Linked DNA regions of Mus musculus: regions 2, 3, 4, 5, 6 and 7 are each linked to region 1. Evidence: chromatin contacts called from public promoter capture Hi-C data. All regions are on one chromosome and are shown on one strand. The core of a region is the stretch at or near the end of the contact, and the rest is flanking DNA. Distances in the headings are between cores, read along the strand shown. Region 1 holds the start of Dnaaf5 (dynein, axonemal assembly factor 5). Region 2 holds the start of Ache (acetylcholinesterase). Region 3 holds the start of Slc12a9 (solute carrier family 12 (potassium/chloride transporters), member 9). Region 4 holds the start of Brat1 (BRCA1-associated ATM activator 1). Region 5 holds the start of Nyap1 (neuronal tyrosine-phosphorylated phosphoinositide 3-kinase adaptor 1). Region 6 holds the start of Eif3b (eukaryotic translation initiation factor 3, subunit B). Region 7 holds the start of Zkscan1 (zinc finger with KRAB and SCAN domains 1).

Region 1 (2,569 bases), core at 45-2,544:
AAGCCTTTGCTTGGCCAGTCACCTCTCTTCACAACTCTTTTGCCACCCTAAGCAATTTTACATGGTTCCCCTAAAGCTTCCACGCCACATTCAAAACACCTAAGGGTTCACACCAATTTCCCACAAAACTAATGTCAACAACAAAAAAAGGCCAAATTTGTTACAAAACCCAACCCCTAACATTATAAGCCTGTTCTCAGATGTGACTCGTTTGGATGCCCAAGTCATGCAGCACTGAGTCAGGCCTAGGAAGTGCCCAGTGGGGGGTCCTGACCACTGACAATACCATCTCTGACCCCCTAAAAAAACACTTCCAGCCATCGAGCATACCTCATGTCTAAACTGAGGTCAGACCGTGTGGCAGATTCACACTTGACTTCTTCATGACCTCTGAGGAACCCAGTAAGGATCAGCCATATCTACACCATTAGAAAGAACCTCAGCTTAAGCTGCCCCTGAGGAAAGGAACCTGAAGGTGCAGGCTTGCAGAAGCTTGGCCACTCAGGCCAAGTTCCAGACTCAGGCACAGGACAGCCCCACTCTTGGCCTCGCCCCTAGCCATTTGCCACGCCCTAAGGCCTGCGTCCCACCTGTCAGCCCTTGTCTCAGGCACCTCAATCCTCACGCTTCACCTTACTCAGACCCCCACCCCTCCCTCGAGCTTTATGTCCCTTCCCCAAACCTGCACCCCACCTATTATTGAAACTTGTCAGCCAGCTGCGCGGCCCATGCCCCGCCCACCTACCCCCCCATCCAACCCACTACTCCTTGCCCCGCCTCCTTCCCGTAGACCCTTATTCTTCGCCCCGCCCACAAAACCAGGGCTCCGCCTGCCACCTCCTGCAATGCTCCCGAAGTCCACACCCCGCCTATTTGGTTCTTTCCCCTCCCATTATCCCTTATTCCCCTCTCTTTACACTAAGCCCCTACCCAAGAGGCCCGTGTCCCGCCTACCAACCCCCTCGTACCGCCCACTACCTCTTTCGCCCAAGGCCCTTGCCGAGCTTGCTGTCTTCTGCCTCGCCCTCAAGGTTCGCGCCCCACCCCAGACTCCCGGACCTAGCCAATTACACTTGCTTCTCTTAGCCTCTCTCGTCCTCCTGCCCGTCACTCCGCCCTCTAAGCCCTTTGCCCGCCCACTTCCCTGGCCCCGCCTCTCCCTTACTCCCTGCCCCTCCCCCAGCATCACTCCTAAGGGGCGCACACTCAGCCTCGAGCAACCCAGGCAGCCGGAAGTCTTGCCGTAAAGCGTGCTCGGACCATCGTACTAGCGCCGGTTCCCTTGGAGACAGGCAACGCGCTCAAGATGGCGGCGCCGGCGGAGGCGGAGGTGGCCGCGGCCCCGGGCTTAACCGAGGCGGCTGAAGCCGCGGAACTGACCCGCGCGCTAAGCCGCCTGCTACCGGGGCTGGAGACGGAAAGTAAGCTGGGGCGGCGGCGCGCTCTGGAGGCTCTGGAGCAGGTACTGGAAGAGGCGGTGCGGCCCGGCGCGGATTCCGCGGCCTTCCAGGGCCCCTGGGCCCGTCTGCTGCTGCCGCGCCTGCTGCGGCTTCTAAGCGATCCGGCCGAGGGCTGCCGCGCGCTGGCCGCTCACCTGCTCGACCTTGGCCTGCGCCGCGCCGCGCGGCCCCGCGACGCTCTGCCGCGTCTGCTGCCGGCGCTCAGCGCACGCCTGGCCCGACCTGAACTCGCGCGGCCGCCGCCGGAGCCCTGCGAGGAGCTGCGTCTCGCCCTCGTGCAGCTGCTCCACCTCGCCGTAGACCTGGGCGGCGCCGCGCTCGCGCCCCACCTGGACGACGCCGTGCGCGCCTTGCGGGCCGCGCTGCTCGACCCCTTCGCTGCGGTGCGCCGGGAGGGCTGCGAGTGCGCAGCCGCTCTGGCCCGTGCCACTCCGGGTGAGCGTCCTATCCGCTTCCCTGGTTACCTAGATGTCCAGAAACTGAACTAAAGTGGGCTGGTTCCTTCGTAAGGTCATTTCCGATGGGAGGGGGCACGAGACAAGAGATCTCACCATGTAGCCCTGGCTGGTGTCAAACATAACGCTGCTTCTACTTCAGCCTAAAGTGCTAGACTCTCAGACCTGTGTCACACCCATTTCATGATCATTTTTATGCTGGGTTATGGGACTCATGTGGGAAAGGACAACTCAACTCAGTTTCTTTACTCCAGTGTCTTCTCTGTCTCTGACACGGGTCACTAACTTCCTGGATGAAGGGAGGCTGCTTCTCGTTTATTTCTACCCTCTATCTACAGCCCTGCTTGATCAGGGCTTTTTCCCTTTTTTCCTTCTAGACTAGAGTTTGGAAAAGTTAAGAGGCCCTACCTAGTGTTTAAAGTCTTCCCGGGGGTAGGGGGGAGCCAACTTTGTGAAATAGGTGTATATATCCCTCCGGATGCCTGGAGCATAAGCAGCTCCCAGCACCATTGGAGAGAAAAAGTGGGAGCTGAGGCTAGCAGAGGCCAGAGGAAGGTTTGATGGTAGCCACAGAACAGGGCCCCATGCAGCTGTATCGCATAACCAGCAGCCTCCCTAATCCCACAGAGCACTTCCACATGCAATCGGAGTCCT
Region 2 (2,569 bases), core at 32-2,531, 1.9 Mb before region 1:
GGGGGGCGGGGGGGATGTCGCAGTTTGGAGAGATGAAAATCGCATATCTGGGAGAGGTTGGACTCTGCGCTGGTATCTTCTGGGGACCAGCCTTTTGCAAGACAGCGCGCCTTTGCCCCTTGCTCGGAGGAAGTGACTGATGAGTGATGAGTGTCTGGGGCTCGAGGGAAAGCTCCCGGCGTCCACAGCGAGCATGCGTGCACGTGTCCCCCTACCCCCCATAGATCCACGCAGCGCCCCATATCGCGTGCGCGCACGCACGTCCCCACGCTCTCGCGTGCAGGCCAGTCGCCCACGCAGCAGCGGCCCGCAGGCTCCAGAGCCAGATGCCCCCACCCACCCCGTGAGCCAGTTGTCTCTTTCATGTAGTGATCTCGCGTGGGCACAAAACTGCACACTTCCCACAGTCACTAAGGTGCAGCTAGGTGGGAGACTCCCTAGAAGGCTGGGCGTGTGGTCTAAGGGACTCCCAAACAGGCTGGGGGCTCCAAGTGTAGGCCGCTCCCACCTGCTAGCCACAACAACCAATGAAAGCTTGGCCCGGTGATGTCATGGACCAGCCGGACCCTTGTGATGACAGCCGGAGGTCACCGGTCAGGGGAATTAGCTCAAGCCCACCCTCGGGGGTTCCGGAAGTTTCCAGAGCTGCAGCAGAGTGCATTGTAGCATCTCCCCACAGCCTTCTGCTTGCCACTATGTGGTCTGGCTTCTCAGCTGTCCCCGTGTCACCTCTTCTTGCCCACAGGGGTCTTTTCCTATAAGGGAGAGCCTGTGTTTCTGTTATTTGTTCCTACAGGTGTTCTTTCGTCTCCACAGAGATGTCCCACGTCATCTTTTCTACCAGTGTCAGCTGAAGGGGGTCCTCAGTCAGGCTTTCTCGTGTCTCTTCTCTTATTACCCTGCCCCAAGCTTTGTCCTGGTTACAGATGCCAAATATTAGGCCTCTGATCTTTCTGGATTAGAGCTGTCAGTGTGTCCTTCCGTCCGTGAAAGGCGACCGGTCTGTCTGTGACTTGTCACCGCAGGAGACTGTCGCCTGCGTGAACGGTGTCTGGTGTCTCCGCAGGCTGCGGTCCGTCTGTCACGTGGGTGTCTGCCCCGCCGCTGCGGGTCTGCGGGTCTGTCGGTCTGTCTGAATCTACCACTGGAGTGTGTCTGGGCTCCCGCTCCCCGGGGTCTCGGGGCTTGAAGGGAGGGAGGAGGGGAGGTGGCAGCCCGGGGGAGCGGGGAGGGGCGGGGGCGGAGACAGTGGGCGGGCGGGGGCGCCGTGCGGCCCGGAGGGGTGTGTGCGGGGGGCCGGAGGCGGCTGTCACTGTCGGCTCAGCCTGCGCCGGGGAACATTGGCCGCCTCCAGCTCCCGGCGCGGCCCGACCCGGCCCGGCTTGGCCGCCTCAGGTGAGTCTCCCAACCCACCCAGGACCCTCCACCGAGTCGGGACCAATCCGCATCCCGGGGGAAACGTGCGATCCTGGAACGATCGAAGCCCCCCAACAGAGCTCCTACTGCACCTCCTGCCCCGTGGGGCCTGCCTAGAGGGGCCCCTCCACTGCCTCGCACTCCTCTGAAACTCCCGCTAGCCGCTGCATACTTACTGATGATGCTCGCTGGGCCGGCCGCTGCCTCTGCGCTCCCTTCCTGCAGGGACCCCCTGAAGGCCCCTTCCCCACTCTCTTCAAAGTCTGGGGACACTGGAAGACGCCCCCTGTTTGGGGCGGAGCCCAAACTGCGCAGGTTACTGACATCCCGAATGCACCACCCCCCATCCCGAGGGCCGCGACCCCAACGTCCCTACCCAGCTGAGCCCCTTGCCAGCTCCAGGACCCCTCCTGCGCTCTCTCTCTCTCTCTCTCTCTCTCTCTCTCTCTCTCTCTCTCTCTCTGACTCTGTCTCTCTCTATGTGTCTCTGTCTCTCTCTTTCCCTCCCTCCCTCCCTCCCTCCCTCTCACCCTCCCACCCTCCCTCTAAAAGGAGGCTCAGCGGAAGCCCCGAGTTATAATTAGCCCCACTCGGGTTTCCTGGTTAATCTCCAACAACGCCACTATCCCCAGATCCAGGCGACCAGAACTGGCTGGGTGATGGGTGAACACCCGGAGGGGGTAGTTCCGACCCGGGGAATTTTGATCTCTTGGCTGGAGACGCCGGAACTACAGCAGCTGTTGCCCCCAAAATAGCGCCCCTGCCTTTGCTACGGGGATCTCCGGAGCTCCCGGAACACAGACGTCCTGGCTCGCCCTTCAACCCCCTCTGCGATGCTCACGATTCTCCAGATACCCCCACACCAAGGCTCGGGCGGGGAGCTCTGGCCTCTTCTTGGTCTCTACTGCTCCCGGTTGGCAGTGGAGGGCATTGCAATATGGGGATGCAATAGGGGCTTGAGTTCTGGTGAGCCCCACAAGGGGCGAGTGAGACAGTTGGCTGGAGTCAGGCGAGAGGGGTGCGGTTGATGTAAAGCAAACGGGTACCAACCGGCCGTACCAGAAAGAAGAGAGGCGGAGCAGGGTGGGGCAAGGTGTCGACTGGACAAGATTCCAAGATGCCTTCAGAACCTGGGACTCCCGATACCTTGAAT
Region 3 (2,569 bases), core at 18-2,517, 1.8 Mb before region 1:
TCCCCCCATCCCACTGGCCAGCACAGTCCCACAGCAGAGCCACACACAAGGCCTCAAGGGGCCTTACCCTCCATCTGACCACATGTACTAGGGTCCATCCCTAGCCTTAGCCCCTTCCCAATAATTCCCTCCTCTACTCACCAATCCTCAGAAACACGACTATGCTAAACATGGACAGAACCGTGGGCACCACCACACCCAGGAAGGTGGAGAGCTTGCGGGATGATGGCACTCCAGATACTCCAGCTCCATTGGGAGGGAAGGCAGCCCCCTCTTCCCCCAGAAGCCGGTAGGCCAAAAGAGGGGAGCTCTCGCTGGCCATTGCTGAACGCCAGCAGAGGAAGCCACAAAAGGGCTAGGAGACCTGTAAAAAGAGGTTTTAGTGGCTGGATAGCAATACCACAGACCCTCTCTCCCTAAACAAAACCCTAATTAAACACTCAGTTTCCTCAAAAGGAGAGTTGCAAAGGATACACACACACACACACACACACACACACACACACAGGGCACAGAAACTCAAAACTGTCCCAGCAACTTCCCCACTCTCGGACCCTGGTGTTTAAATAATCAGGGTCCCTTTCAGTTCTTAGGGACCGTGTCATCCTCCGTGCCTCTGAAACTAGGGGTAGCAGTGAGTCTGCGAAAGGGACACAGATCCCCTTGTCAAATAGGTCTCGCCTTAATTGGCAACAAGAGGGGAAGAAGATCTCCTCAAAGGGAAGTTAGCTATTACCAGTAAACACCTCCTCCCAAGTCCTATGCTGCTCCTGTCGAGTACCCTCAATACAGCACCTCACACATGGGCAATAAGAAACTTTCAAAGCTCTCAAAGCTCCACCTTGTATCACCCCTGTCCCTCAACCCATCTCAATCCTGACCAGATTTTTCTAATCTCTACAATGAGCCCTCCAAACTCTATCAATCCAAACAGAGCCATCAATTGTCCAAACACAAATGCAGGCAGCCTAGCATCAGCCACACAGGATCCCCAGGGTCCTCCTCCCCCACCCACCCGCTCTTGTCCACTTGCTTCAGTAACTGGATGCCTGGGGGGGGGCGGGGGGGACAGGCATCTGGCTCCAGCCGGCCAAGTGCACCCTGCATCTGGGTGCCGCAGGGTGCTCACTCACCACCTAGGAATGAAGCTGCTCCGGTGTGATCCCAGCGCGCCTGTGGGGCTCCGCTATAAACCGAGGGGGCGAGGGAGCCGGAAAAAGCAAGCGGGCTACCGGGATGTCAGGCCCGGAGCCTGCCCTCCCCAGCAAGGCGTCCCATTGGTCCCGATTCAAGCCCCGCCTCAAAGGTGTGGTCTACACTCAAGCCCCGCCCACACTCTCGTACGCTGCCTTGCAAGCCAAACCGTTCCACGTGCGTCTCGGGTGTCTTTTGCAAGGTAGTGGGTCACGATCCTCAGAGCCCCCCGTTGCCAGGATGCTAGCAGATGCCCATGGTGAGGGTCTGACTGCACTCCGAGCTCCAGGACGCCCCCAGGAATATCTGAAAGGGGCGCGTGGCGACTGCGGAAAAGTGGAGTGGGCGGAACCGCGGCACCTGACTCAGGTACACACCTGGGAACTGAGAGCGACGTCGGTCGGCGCCTGCCGGAGTCGTACTATTTCAGCTTCTCGGGAGACCCAGAGTGCCTCGGGCTTCCAGCCTGGTCCCTTTCACATTCAGAGGAGACCCCCTCCTCGTCCAGTTTCAGCTCGCAGGCTGCGCTCTTCTCTTCGGCCACGGGAGGGAGCCGTGATCCTCCATCCCGACTCAGGTCCGGGTAAATAAGCAGGTAACCCTGCTTGCTTTTGTGCCTAAGATCCTGTAACTGTGAGCTGGGCAGTGGTGGCGCATGCCTTTAATCCCAGCACTTGGGAGGCAGAAGCAGGCGGATTTCTGAGTTCAAGGCCAGCCTGGTCTACAGAGTGCGTTCCAGGACAGCCAGGGCTACAGAGAAACCCTGTCTCGAAAAAAGAAAAAAAAAATCCTTTATCTGTGACCCCAAAACTCCAACTTCAACCCTTACAGGTCTTACCAACGACGCTTCCTCATCTATAAAACGGGACTTAAAAAAGACATCCCTTCAAGGAGAGCAGTTGAGAGATGAACTAACCGTGTATACTCGCAGGGGGCATGGGTGGGGGCGCTCTTTATGTAGACCGGGCTAGCCCCATTTCAATACATAGCTGAAGAAGACTTCGTGTTTCTGATCCTCCTGCCTATACCTCCCATGTGTTGGGATTACAGATAAGTAACAGCACAGCCTGATGCAAATATTTATTTTCCTAAAAGAGCACTGCCCCCACCCACCCCGAGATTAAACACAGAGCCTCAAGCACACTAAGTGATGCTATAGTACATACGAAGCCTTAACATATTGACTCTTTAGTCCAATACATACATATTCATTTTTCCCCTCACACGGTATTGTATTAAATATGCATAACCATTCTGTGAGTGCACGTTCTACTACTGTGGTTGTATTAGATTAGGGAACTGAAGATGGGAAGCTTTTTTTCTTTAGATTTTTTTTTTAAATGTGAGTATTTTGTCTCATGTATGTATGTGTACC
Region 4 (2,569 bases), core at 19-2,518, 1.6 Mb after region 1:
GAGACAACCAAGCTCACAGGTCTGATTTCCAGGGCAGATGAGCATTATCTTACTCTATCTCTAGGCATTCGGGAACCATGCCCTAAAAGAGATTGTGTGTGTGTGTGTGTGTGTGTATGTGTGTGTGTGAGACCTCGGGGCTGGGAACCAAACTCTGTTCCTCTGGAAGAGTAAAAGGTATTCTTTACCACTGACCCATCTCTCTAGTTCCCGATGGCCTACTTTTAATCTTTATTAGAAGAGCAGGCTGAAGTTGTGAAGAGTTGGTAACAATGGATGGCAGACAGAAGGCAAGCGGGGATAGAGGACTGGGGCTGTGAAGAGCTACAGAAATACAGGCTTTGGTGACTGGAGGGTCCTGACACTCTAGACCCCGGAGTTTAGCGCTACCCGCTGTGGGAACCGAGGGTTTCAGCACCGGCTGTGCTGACTCACCTGCTGCTGCCCACACCTAACGCTAAAGCTGAAAGCAAGGGCTAGAAGACCCAGTAAAATTCGGAGACCTTAAAAGCCTAGACACAAGGCGGGTGTGGTGGTGCACGCCTTTAATCCCAGCACTCCGGAGGCAGAGGCAGGCGGATTTCTGAGTTCGAGGCCAGCCTGGTCTACAAAGTGAGTTCCAGGACAGCCAGGGCTGTACAGAGAAACCCTGTCTCGAAAAACCAAAGGAAAAAAAAAAAAGCCTAGACACGTGGCCTGAGGCCAGCGAGGCCTTGCCTCCCAGCGGAAAGCCACGCCCACACCGAGCCCGCCTGGGGACGCTCCGCCCACTGCCTGCGTGGGCACGTACCATAGAACGCCCTGGCGGGGACGTGATAATTCCGAGAGATTGATACAGTGTGAAAATGCCAAACTGCACACAGCTGGAGCGCGTTTACAGGGTTTGAACCTTAGGGGTGATCGGAACGGCAGGGTCATCACTGGTCTCCAAGCGCGTCAACCCCGCTCTTTACACCCCTCCCCATGTCCGTCACGTGGTACAGACTTAGGGCGGGGCCTGTGGAGACGGAAACCCGAGCAACACTGAGGGGCGGAGCCTATAGCAACGTGGAGAGGAACTTCCGTCAGGGGCGGTGTCTGAGGGGTGGGGCCTCGTTGAAGGCGGAGTGAGACTTGAAGCTGGCGAGGTGGAGCCAATTCCCGCGGCGGGGCGGGGCCTGTGCTGTTGGGCCAGGCTCGCGTTGCGTGAAGCGAACTCTGAGATGGGGCAGGACCTGGGGAGGGCGGGGCCTCGGCCAGCGTAAAGCGGAATTTGCGGAGGGGAAGGCGGGGCCTGCCTTAGACACCGGAACCTCAGCGGGCGAGGCGCACGCAGGCCGGGGTGGAGATCCTGGTAAGGCGGAGTTCGAGCTTCGGCCAGGCAGTCTAATGGTGCATTTTGCACTCTCGGGCCTAATTCCCGTAGCGGAGGGATGCGGGGGCGGGATTAGAACCCCTAGGCTAACTCGCAGTCGCCGAGAGCGCACCTCTTACCCGGATTTGGGAGGTACGGACGATGCATGTCAGGGTCCAGACAGCACAAAAATCATTGCCCTCCAAGATGCATATTTCTGTCTTGAAGAGACACTTAGTTGGAGGCCGCGGGGTTGTCACTTGCAGCCTCTATCGACTTGGGCTGTGACACCCACCTTCCTGCGCACTCCTCCGTGGCTTGGAGGATTGTCTCATCCAGGTTTCTCTTGACCGTTGGGAACGGATTTAGGGATCAGGTGCCTGGGTGAACAGTCTCCTGCGCACCTGGCTGATCCCCTGACTGTTCTCGCAGCTAGGTTAATAGACAGCTACACCCCCACCCCATAACACCAAACCCCCAAGTTAACAGGCTTTGACAGCAAAGGCCTTGTGGCTCTGACTAACCTGTCCTCACCCACAGAGCAGCTTCTAGGGCTCAATCCTCTTGTCCAGGTTCCCCTGGACTGAGCTTAGCATCTTTGTGGACTTAAGAGTTCTGGTCCACAGGGCAGTGGTGGCTTGCCTTTAATCCCAGCACTTGGGAGGCAGAGGCAGGCGGATTCCTGAGTTCGAGGCCAGCCTGGTCTACAGAGTGAGTTCCAGGACAGCCAAGGCTACACAAAGAAACTCTGTCTCAGGAAAAAAAAAAAAAGAGTTCTGGTCCACGTGAAGTTGTCTGGGCCCATCCCCCAGTTAGGCTGCCTGTAACTAGGGTAGTTGGTATCAAATCTGTGGCTGACCTCTCCCTTCCTCTGTAGGAACTGCCTGCCTGATCATGGACCCAGAATGCTCCAGGCTCCTCCCGGCTCTCTGTGCTGTTTTGGCAGATCCCAGACAGCTGGTGGCAGATGACACCTGCTTGGAGAAACTGCTGGACTGGTTTAAAACAGTGACAGAGGCAGGTGAGGACACGGCTTAGAGAATTGTCCATCCACGTGGTGTCTTTACTTCATTTCCTTGAGGCCCTGTGGCTGTGGCTGATCAGGGAGAGGGGAGATGGAGTACTAGGGACTGACCTGAACTGTGGAGTCATGTAGTGACAGTCCCATTGGCTCCGACCACAGTTCACATTAGGAGTTTGCAGAGCACGCACCTACCTTGTTTTGCTGTCTTCTAT
Region 5 (2,569 bases), core at 32-2,531, 1.4 Mb before region 1:
TTTGGGTCTTCAGAAAAGGAAAACACAGGCACAGAATATCCCATACAGTTTAGGGAACCCCTCCCAGACAGGCAGCCATAGAAGTGTGTGTGTCCAGAATCACACACCCTGACAAAGGTGTTTGGAGCCACAGACACTGAGCGATCAGGTTGGCACAGATTCCCATTCTGTGTAAATATATCCCGAACCACCACAGACAGACAGACCTCACAAGCATACAGCAACTCTGTAGGGACACAGCATATTTAGACACACCACAGGCCACAGACATATCTACAAATAGGGACAGACATAAAGGGGCACAGGTAAACACAAACCCAGGAACAACACACACAGACATAAACACCCACAGACACACCCACTGATAGATACACACAGACCTCTAGCACACAAATCTGCTATGGAATTGGCCACACCTACAGACAAGTTGTGCTCAGGGCCTACTTGCGTACATTGCACCCAGCTTGGGGGGGGGGGGAGTTAGGCTTCCTACCCTCTTTTAGGCCCTGAGGCTTAGTGGGGGGTTCATCAGGGCAGGGTGGGGATGCTGAAGGAAGGATGGTGATACTGAGTTGGGCAACTGAAATCCCATCCATCCATCTACCTTCACTCTCCGGAGTCCCCGCTTTTCCAATCCTGGGCCTGGACCTCCGTCCACCTCTATTCCAGCTCCCTGGTCCCTCAGCAATGGTTTCTGCCTCCCTCCTCTTGCTGATAGCCCAAATCAATCTACCTTCTGTCTGCTCCAGGATTTGGGAGAACCCCCGGCTCCCCCCTAGTAGTCCCGCCCTTGAATCCCACCCTGGCGGGGGTCTCCAGTCTGGCCCCATAGCAACCTTCTGGGCTTCGGCCTCCATACCTGCGCTTTGCGTCCCTTCCCCCAAACACACTCTCTCCCTTTCGCCTTCAGCTTCACGTCTCCTCCCTGGAGCCCCTCCTCACAGCCGTCCTCCTCCTTCCCCAGTTTGTTCCAAACCTGGCCTGCTTTAACCCCCCCCCCCTTTTCCATCCAAGGGCCCCAGGTTCCCGGGGCACCCCCTCCTCTTCCCCTTGTCCTGCTACCCTGGGTGTCTCCGCCTCTCGCCCCGCCAATTCCTCCCTACCCGTAGTCCCCCCATCACCACCTCCCCGCATGAAGCCTCCCCAGTTTCTACATCACCGTACCTGGCCTGCCGGGCGCCGGCCCCCCCATGCCGGGCTCCGCCCGGAGCAGGAGGAGGGAGGAGGAGAGACAGAGAGAGACTGGGGGAGCCGAACTGGGCCCTGCCGCAGAGACAGCCCCGCCTCCGGGTCCGCCCCCAGACCCGCCCCCGGCCCCAAACCCACCCTTCCACACCCTCCAAGGGCAGAGCGGGAACGGCGGTGCGGCGCTGCACCAGGAGGTTAGGGTGGAGGGTGCAAGGACTGCGGAGCGTACAGGGGATCTTGAGAGGATGGTCTTGGGGTGTGGGAGTTCCGCTCCGCAGCTTTCGGGCGTCTGGTTCTCGCCGACCCGCGCCCCCTACTCAGCCGTGTTGTGCTGGGTTGGGTCTCCCAAGCCCTAAGCGGAGCGGGGTGCTCAGCGGCGCCCCCCAGCGGAAGCCTGGAGGTCGCACCCACCCGCGAACCCGGTGCGCCTTAGTGCTCCCGGGTGGGAGGCTGCGGCTGCGGCCCCTGGGTGCTACCAAGCGGTGAGGCGGGCAGAGGGACTCCGAGTCGCCTGCCTGGAGATCAGCGCATCTGCTCAGCAGGGGGCGTGCTCCCTTGGCTTAGTCCCCGCCGTGCCCCCACCCTGCCACCCCGCCCTAGGTGCGGGGAGGGCACGAGAATTGGCTGGCGGTGCTGGGCCTCCTCCCCTTGCAGCCTCCCAGGCGCCCGGACCTTGTTCCACCGTGTGGGGCTCAAAGTCTTCCGCGCGTCCGCCCCCGCGCTCCAAGTCATTCCTTACTAACCTTTGACTCCGTGGGCGCCGCCCGCCAGGATCTGAGCGCACCAGGTTGGCCCGTGCGGGAGACCACCAGGGGCACCACCTGGGAGTGGTTAGGGATGTGACCTCACCCCTCCCCTCTTTTGACCTTTTCTCATCAGAGCTCTGACAAATTCCTTACGTGGATAGCTTTGTGGTTGGGTAAATTAGCATCGAGAAGACCTCTGCTGTATCCGCCAAGGACTGGGGGGGGGGGGGGGGGGGGAGATATCCCCTGCAAAATATGCACATCCTAATCCCTGGTACCTGTGGACGCTTTTCAATGCGGCAAAATCTATGCAGGTGTGTTGTGTGGCCCCAAGCACATCCCACTGCTTGTCTGAGCCATGTCTCATTTCACACTTGCCTCGATTAACCTTACTGAGGCTTGACACGCTGCGGCACACACCTGTGATCCCAGCATTCCTCAGGTAGAATCAAGAGGCGCTTCAGTTCAAGGTCATCCTCTGCTACACAAGTTCAAAGCCGACCGTGGCCTACATGCGACTATAAATAAAGACCTTAGGAAGGAAGAGGGTTGTAAGCACTTTGTAAACCAGCAGCCTATATAGGGATCCAGTTTGGAGGAGTAAGGGTACGTGGGAAGCTTGTTTCCTGACTGCA
Region 6 (2,569 bases), core at 22-2,521, 1.3 Mb after region 1:
GGTCCTTTAAAAAAAAAAAAAAAGGAAAGTTTTGTTTGTTTTTTCTTAGGAATGATCTGGGACCAGAGAGGTGACTCAACTGTTTTTGTTGTTGTTTTGTCTTTTAAATTAGGCTCAACAGTTCAGAGCATTGCCTGCTCTTCTAGAGAGCCTGGGTTCTATTGCCAGCAACGACATGCGGTTCATAATTGTCTACTCTAAGTCCTGCGCGTGATACGATGCCTTCTTTCGGCCTCCGCTTGTACACGGTGCACAGACAGACTTGCTGGCAGAACACTGATACGCATAAAAAAAAATTCGAGTTAAGAGATGGTTGTAAACTACCATATGGGTACTGAGAGCGAAACTTGTGTTCTTAAGCTCTTAGTCCCCTCAACTAGTTCTTATTAAGATTTTCGAAACTTTGAACTGGAAGTATCAAAAATCTTGACTATCTTTTCAAGCAAACCACTCTTGGGGTCCCCCTGGTCACTCCACGAAGGTTCCGTCCCGTCCACCCCACGCTGGCCCACGTGATCGCGCTCTCCCGCGCGTGAAGACCGCAGTCACCGGCAGACAGAATCACAGTGACTTTCACGTCTGGGGCCAACGCTAAATTGCGAGCCGCTGCAGTGAGGATGGCCATTGAGATTAAAGCCGCTCATCACACGACTCTGCATTGTGCGGGCAGTCATTCTTGTGTGTGTTGGCGGCCCCTGGTTGTCGGCGAGCTCCTCGCGTAATTTTGGAACCCTTCGTTCTTTTGCCCCGTCAGTGGACCGGTCTAAAATGCAAGACCTTACGGGGGAGCGAAGCCAGTCATGTCAGTCAAGCAGTCTGTCTGATTAAAAGCAAAGCTTACAAAGAATCATGTGTGGAGCTTTCAGTTGTCTTGGCATTATTTTATGGTCACATATTTTGTCTTCATACAGTTACGCGTGTTAATCATTTGAGAATCCACTTGATGCTCCCCAGATAGTACAGTCCTTCCCCGTAGCGCCCGCTGGGAGAGGCAAAGGAACTTCTACCATCTTGGACGCAACTATTTCTTAGCTAGAATGGGGGAGCCACATATCCTTGTGAATTTATTTGCTACCTTAAAAAACCTTTTGGGCTATAAATAAACTTGCATATCTTGAAACTTATTATTTTAATTGTTTCTAGATTTTTATGCATATCTGAGTTTTCTCGGGCTGATCGTGAGGAATGAGGGCGTGGGTGTCTCCCCCGAGCCACATCTTGGTACGATCCCATCGCTGCACGCACATGGCTCCGCGCTAGCGGCGCGCGGTGACTTCTGGGAGTCGGAAGCAGGGCGGCCGAGCCGGGTGAGAAGCAGCGCGGGCCCATGCAGGACGCTGAGAACGTGGCGGTGCCCGAGGCGGCCGAGGAGCGGGCTGAGCCCGCGAGGCAGCAGCCGGCCTCCGAGTCGCCGCCGACGGACGAGGCGGCAGGGTCTGGGGGGTCCGAAGTGGGGCAGACGGAAGACGCCGAAGAAGACGCCGAGGCCGGACCGGAGCCCGAAGTGAGGGCCAAGCCGGCGGCCCAATCCGAAGAGGAAACGGCGACGAGTCCGGCCGCCTCGCCCACGCCGCAGTCGGCGGAGCGGTCCCCGTCGCAGGAGCCCTCTGCTCCCGGGAAGGCAGAGGCCGTTGGCGAGCAGGCCCGGGGGCACCCCTCGGCTGGAGCGGAGGAGGAGGGCGGGTCTGATGGGAGCGCGGCTGAGGCGGAGCCGCGGGCTCTGGAGAACGGAGAGGCAGATGAGCCCTCCTTCAGCGACCCCGAGGATTTCGTAGACGACGTGAGCGAGGAAGGTAAGGGCGATCGTGTCCCCGGCCAGGGCGCGAGGTCTCCCGGTTACAACGATCTTGTTTCCTCTACAGTGGGGGACCATTTGGGGAGTCCGTTTCTGCGGCAAGCCCTTGCACCTGGGGGTTGGTGGAGGGCAGGACGAACAGGACTATCTGGGGGCATTCCAGTTTCCTGGCCAAGGGTTTCCAGGGTTGACCAGTTGCTGTGTTCCCAATGGTTTCCGTAGTAAGGCATTGCCATCGGACCCAAGCACATTACCAACCTGCTTCCTTTTACTAGGTCGGTACCCTGGACCATTGCTTTTTCACATTGTTCGTTTGGCCGCTTACTTCATGATTTCTTCTATGGTGACTGGCTTTTTAAAGGCATTGTTTCTGTCTACCTGCACAGGAGCCAGATTCCTAAAATCTTTTTTGACAGTTGATAGCATGTGTTCCTCTGCCGTTTCAACTTCACTTGAGCCAGTTCCTTCATGTGTTGGTGTGGCTAATACCAAGGGCCAAAGGGCCTAAGAACACCACTTTTTTTTTTTTTTTTTTAAACGAGACAGGGCCTCTCTATGTAGTTCAGGCTGAAATTGAACTCTTGGTTCTTCTCAGTTTTCACGGTGCTGGTCCTACAGACATGTACTCCCAAACAATTGCTTTTGAACTACCATGAAAATTCAGCGCCCCAATATAGTTGTCAACTTAGAACTTACAATATTTCAAGAGGTCGTCATTTGATGTCACCATTGTTTGACTTAATCCTTTTGTATGTTTGTGGGGGTTGTTTTGTT
Region 7 (2,569 bases), core at 30-2,529, 1.1 Mb before region 1:
CCATGCATGAATAAAGGTTTCTCCTACTTCTCCAAGTGAATGGCTGGCTCCTTGTTTCCTTTAACAATACTGCAAATAGGGGAAGGTGGAATTGGAGGATGACTTGCCTAAGGCGGTTTTGGGTGTTTGGTTTTGGACCCCAGAAGAGGGGACTGAGATGAATATTTTACATATCAAAACAGACCTGGTCTTCAGGTTCTCCCAGCATCCCTCAGATCCTACCTGGTATACCCTGCCCCCAGCCTTGAACTTTCCATCCCAGGGCTTGGGCTGCCCTTCCCCAGAGACTCTTCCCTTTATAATCCAAACATTTTGCTCTCCTCCTTCTCCTTCTCTTCTTTCTCTGCATGTAAGCCCTTTCTCTTTCTGCCTCCCCTCCCATTGCAACTCTCCTGCCTCAATCCTTGGGGCCAGTGAACTCTACCAAGAGCAGCTTCCCAATAAACCTGCCTTTATTATAATATAATCTAGCCTGAATGGGCTCGTTTCACTGGCGGAGAAATAACCTATCACTGGGAGAAGGGGGGCTGATATTGGGATGTAAAGTGAATTAATTAATAATCAATTAATAAAAAAGGAACAATACTTCAATTGCTTTTTAATTTTGGAGTATTGTTTTATAAAGTTATCTCCCCCATGCTGTATGGTCTCTTCCTTGTGGACTTGCCTTTGATATAGAGCCTTCTATAAGGTGGAGCCTCATTTCTGTATTGCCCACAAGGCAAAGAGATAAAGGCAGTAATTGTTGAGCGTCTGTAATTCCTCTGAAAGATCCTTTTAAAGTGCTATAATAGCATATTCTACAGAACCAGTGTAAGTAGCTTGTTTACTGAAAGATAGTCTTTTATCCTCGGGCCACATATCTGGAAACACCATGCACTCAACTGGCAAACCTCACCAGGGCTGATCTGTGAAACCAGACACCCCTGGCTTGGCTTTGATCTAACTCCATCTACACCCTTGCTTCAGCTTCTCTGCCACAGGCATACAATTACTATTATTGATAACTGCCCAAGATGGAAAAGATGGGGAAGAAAGTAACAAATATAGAGCTGAAAAATACTACATCAGGAAAAAAAAAAAACCTGAACACCCTAAACAGGATCACTTTATCTCTATCTGTCACCTCTGGAATTGAAGACAGGCAATCAGGGCTGGGGGGGGGGGGGTGTTGGGTAGGGAGACTCGGAACAAGAAATTCAGAAACCGAGATGCAAAGTCCTCCCGTGTTCCTAGAGGAGACCCGGAAGCTCAACTCGATCCCGGAAGATGAGGTGCTGACCTACTTCCGGTCTTTGTGACTCATTGTGCCTGTGGCGAGGTATTGGGAGGGCCTATGTCGGTGTGCAGTGCCCTTCGGTCGGGTTGAACCCAGAGCAAGCTGTGCTTGGTCGCCCGGCGTCCCCAGGCCGCTCCGGAGACTCACGGTGAGTCTCATGGCGGACTCTCGGAGGACGGGCGGGCTGCGAGGGTGGACCGTGTGACCACCCGGGGGGACTTGGAAAGGAGCCCTGCGGGGTCCCGGCGGTGCTCGAATCTCTGGGGTCAGTGGGGAGCTCTTTCATGTCATCATCCTTGTATAACATTTCTGAGGACAAGATCACAAATGGACGTGATCCCCGTGTCTGGATTCTTCTCCCCCTCCCCCCCTCCTGTCGCCATTTGCTGTGGTTGCAGGGGAAAGTGTTTTGTGTGGTTTTCGTTTTATTGCTGTCGTTTACTTCTCCGGGCGTCTTGGGTCCTTGAGAATCTTGAGATAAACGACGCGGAAGACCTTGAGCTCTGTACAGGTTTGAGGTTCCGAAAACATTTCCGGATCACTTGCTTTTCTGTCTTTCCATCTCCCAACGCTGAGCGAAAGCGCTGGCGGCTTGACGGTGGTTAAAAGATCTAGTAGAAATTAACAGCCGGCTGTCAGCTTTATGCAATGCTTCAAGACCTCTTGCTGGTTTAAGCCTGTTTAACTGTGCTATCTGGGAGATTAGTGGAGTGTTAGTTCACCTTGCTTGATTGCAATGAGTGAGACGTGAAGGGTATCTGGGAGAAACCACACTGGGCCAGTAGGAGATTGATCAGCTTAATGACCTTAGATGAGATTAGACATTTGCCAACTGTCAGTTTTATTATCCATAAAATTAACTACCTTTGCTCAAAAAGGTTCTTCAAACTTGAAATGAGTGGAGTTGGTAAATGTAATTGTAATTTAAAAAAAAAAAAAGGCAGCTCATTTAGTTTGAAGTTCCCCCTTCCTTCCCCTCCCTACACACACACAGCACACACACACATTGATTATAGAGAGTGGCTGTTCCATGGCCTGGGACCAAAGAAAGCATTTATTGTACAGGGCAGTGCTAGGCGGATTGAAAGCAGTCAATAAATACTTGTTGGAATTATGAAGAATTCATTGTAACCACATCAAGTGAAGTTACTAGAAAAGCTGGCCAAATGTGGGAAAATACCTTTATTATAAGGAAACTGTAGTGAAGAATTATCCAGATGTTTTTTTTCTTTCAGGTTTGTGTCCTCTTTCAATTACCACACAAGATTCTTACTTGTTATTTTATTCAGG

The links. Promoter capture Hi-C pulls out the DNA fragments that hold promoters and counts their contacts.
Region 2: a promoter capture Hi-C map of liver shows a contact between it and region 1, with 3 times the contacts expected there. The contact joins the promoter of Ache here to the promoter of Dnaaf5 in region 1. A contact is called at or near these places in 2 of 39 promoter capture datasets (both in liver).
Region 3: a promoter capture Hi-C map of liver shows a contact between it and region 1, with 4 times the contacts expected there. The contact joins the promoter of Slc12a9 here to the promoter of Dnaaf5 in region 1. A contact is called at or near these places in 3 of 39 promoter capture datasets (hippocampal neurons, liver and pre-B cells).
Region 4: a promoter capture Hi-C map of pre-B cells shows a contact between it and region 1, with 2.3 times the contacts expected there. The contact joins the promoter of Brat1 here to the promoter of Dnaaf5 in region 1. A contact is called at or near these places in 2 of 39 promoter capture datasets (liver and pre-B cells) and 1 of 484 Hi-C or Micro-C datasets (muscle stem cells).
Region 5: a contact with region 1 is called in a promoter capture Hi-C map of hippocampal neurons, with 4 times the contacts expected there. The contact joins the promoter of Nyap1 here to the promoter of Dnaaf5 in region 1. A contact is called at or near these places in 2 of 39 promoter capture datasets (hippocampal neurons and liver).
Region 6: a contact with region 1 is called in a promoter capture Hi-C map of pre-B cells, with 2.8 times the contacts expected there. The contact joins the promoter of Eif3b here to the promoter of Dnaaf5 in region 1. A contact is called at or near these places in 2 of 39 promoter capture datasets (liver and pre-B cells).
Region 7: a promoter capture Hi-C map of hippocampal neurons shows a contact between it and region 1, with 2.2 times the contacts expected there. The contact joins the promoter of Zkscan1 here to the promoter of Dnaaf5 in region 1. A contact is called at or near these places in 1 of 39 promoter capture datasets (hippocampal neurons) and 1 of 115 datasets of contacts at active chromatin or transcription factors (bone marrow-derived macrophages).

Annotation. Positions count from the first base shown.
Region 1 is chr5:139,148,941-139,151,509 of GRCm38.p6, forward strand. Dnaaf5 (dynein, axonemal assembly factor 5) reads left to right here and starts at 1,295. Exons shown (of 13, transcript NM_001081265.2): 1 at 1,295-1,895; 2 at 2,543-2,569. The coding sequence starts at 1,307. It also overlaps a transcript of Prkar1b not described here.
Region 2 is chr5:137,286,973-137,289,541 of GRCm38.p6, forward strand. Ache (acetylcholinesterase) reads left to right here and starts at 1,282. Exons shown (of 5, transcript NM_009599.4): 1 at 1,282-1,395. Gm42456 (a long non-coding RNA gene) reads right to left here and starts at 1,672. Exons shown (of 4, transcript XR_003955815.1): 1 at 1,593-1,672.
Region 3 is chr5:137,332,315-137,334,883 of GRCm38.p6, forward strand. Slc12a9 (solute carrier family 12 (potassium/chloride transporters), member 9) reads right to left here and starts at 1,268. Exons shown (of 14, transcript NM_031406.3): 1 at 1,134-1,268; 2 at 142-364. The coding sequence starts at 322.
Region 4 is chr5:140,703,743-140,706,311 of GRCm38.p6, forward strand. Brat1 (BRCA1-associated ATM activator 1) reads left to right here and starts at 1,269. Exons shown (of 14, transcript NM_181066.3): 1 at 1,269-1,333; 2 at 2,211-2,354. The coding sequence starts at 2,228.
Region 5 is chr5:137,739,887-137,742,455 of GRCm38.p6, forward strand. Nyap1 (neuronal tyrosine-phosphorylated phosphoinositide 3-kinase adaptor 1) reads right to left here and starts at 1,282. Exons shown (of 7, transcript NM_001347505.1): 1 at 1,165-1,282.
Region 6 is chr5:140,418,034-140,420,602 of GRCm38.p6, forward strand. It overlaps Eif3b (eukaryotic translation initiation factor 3, subunit B), which reads left to right and starts at 1,272. Exons shown (of 19, transcript NM_133916.2): 1 at 1,272-1,793. The coding sequence starts at 1,328.
Region 7 is chr5:138,083,805-138,086,373 of GRCm38.p6, forward strand. It overlaps Zkscan1 (zinc finger with KRAB and SCAN domains 1), which reads left to right and starts at 1,280. Exons shown (of 6, transcript NM_133906.4): 1 at 1,280-1,427.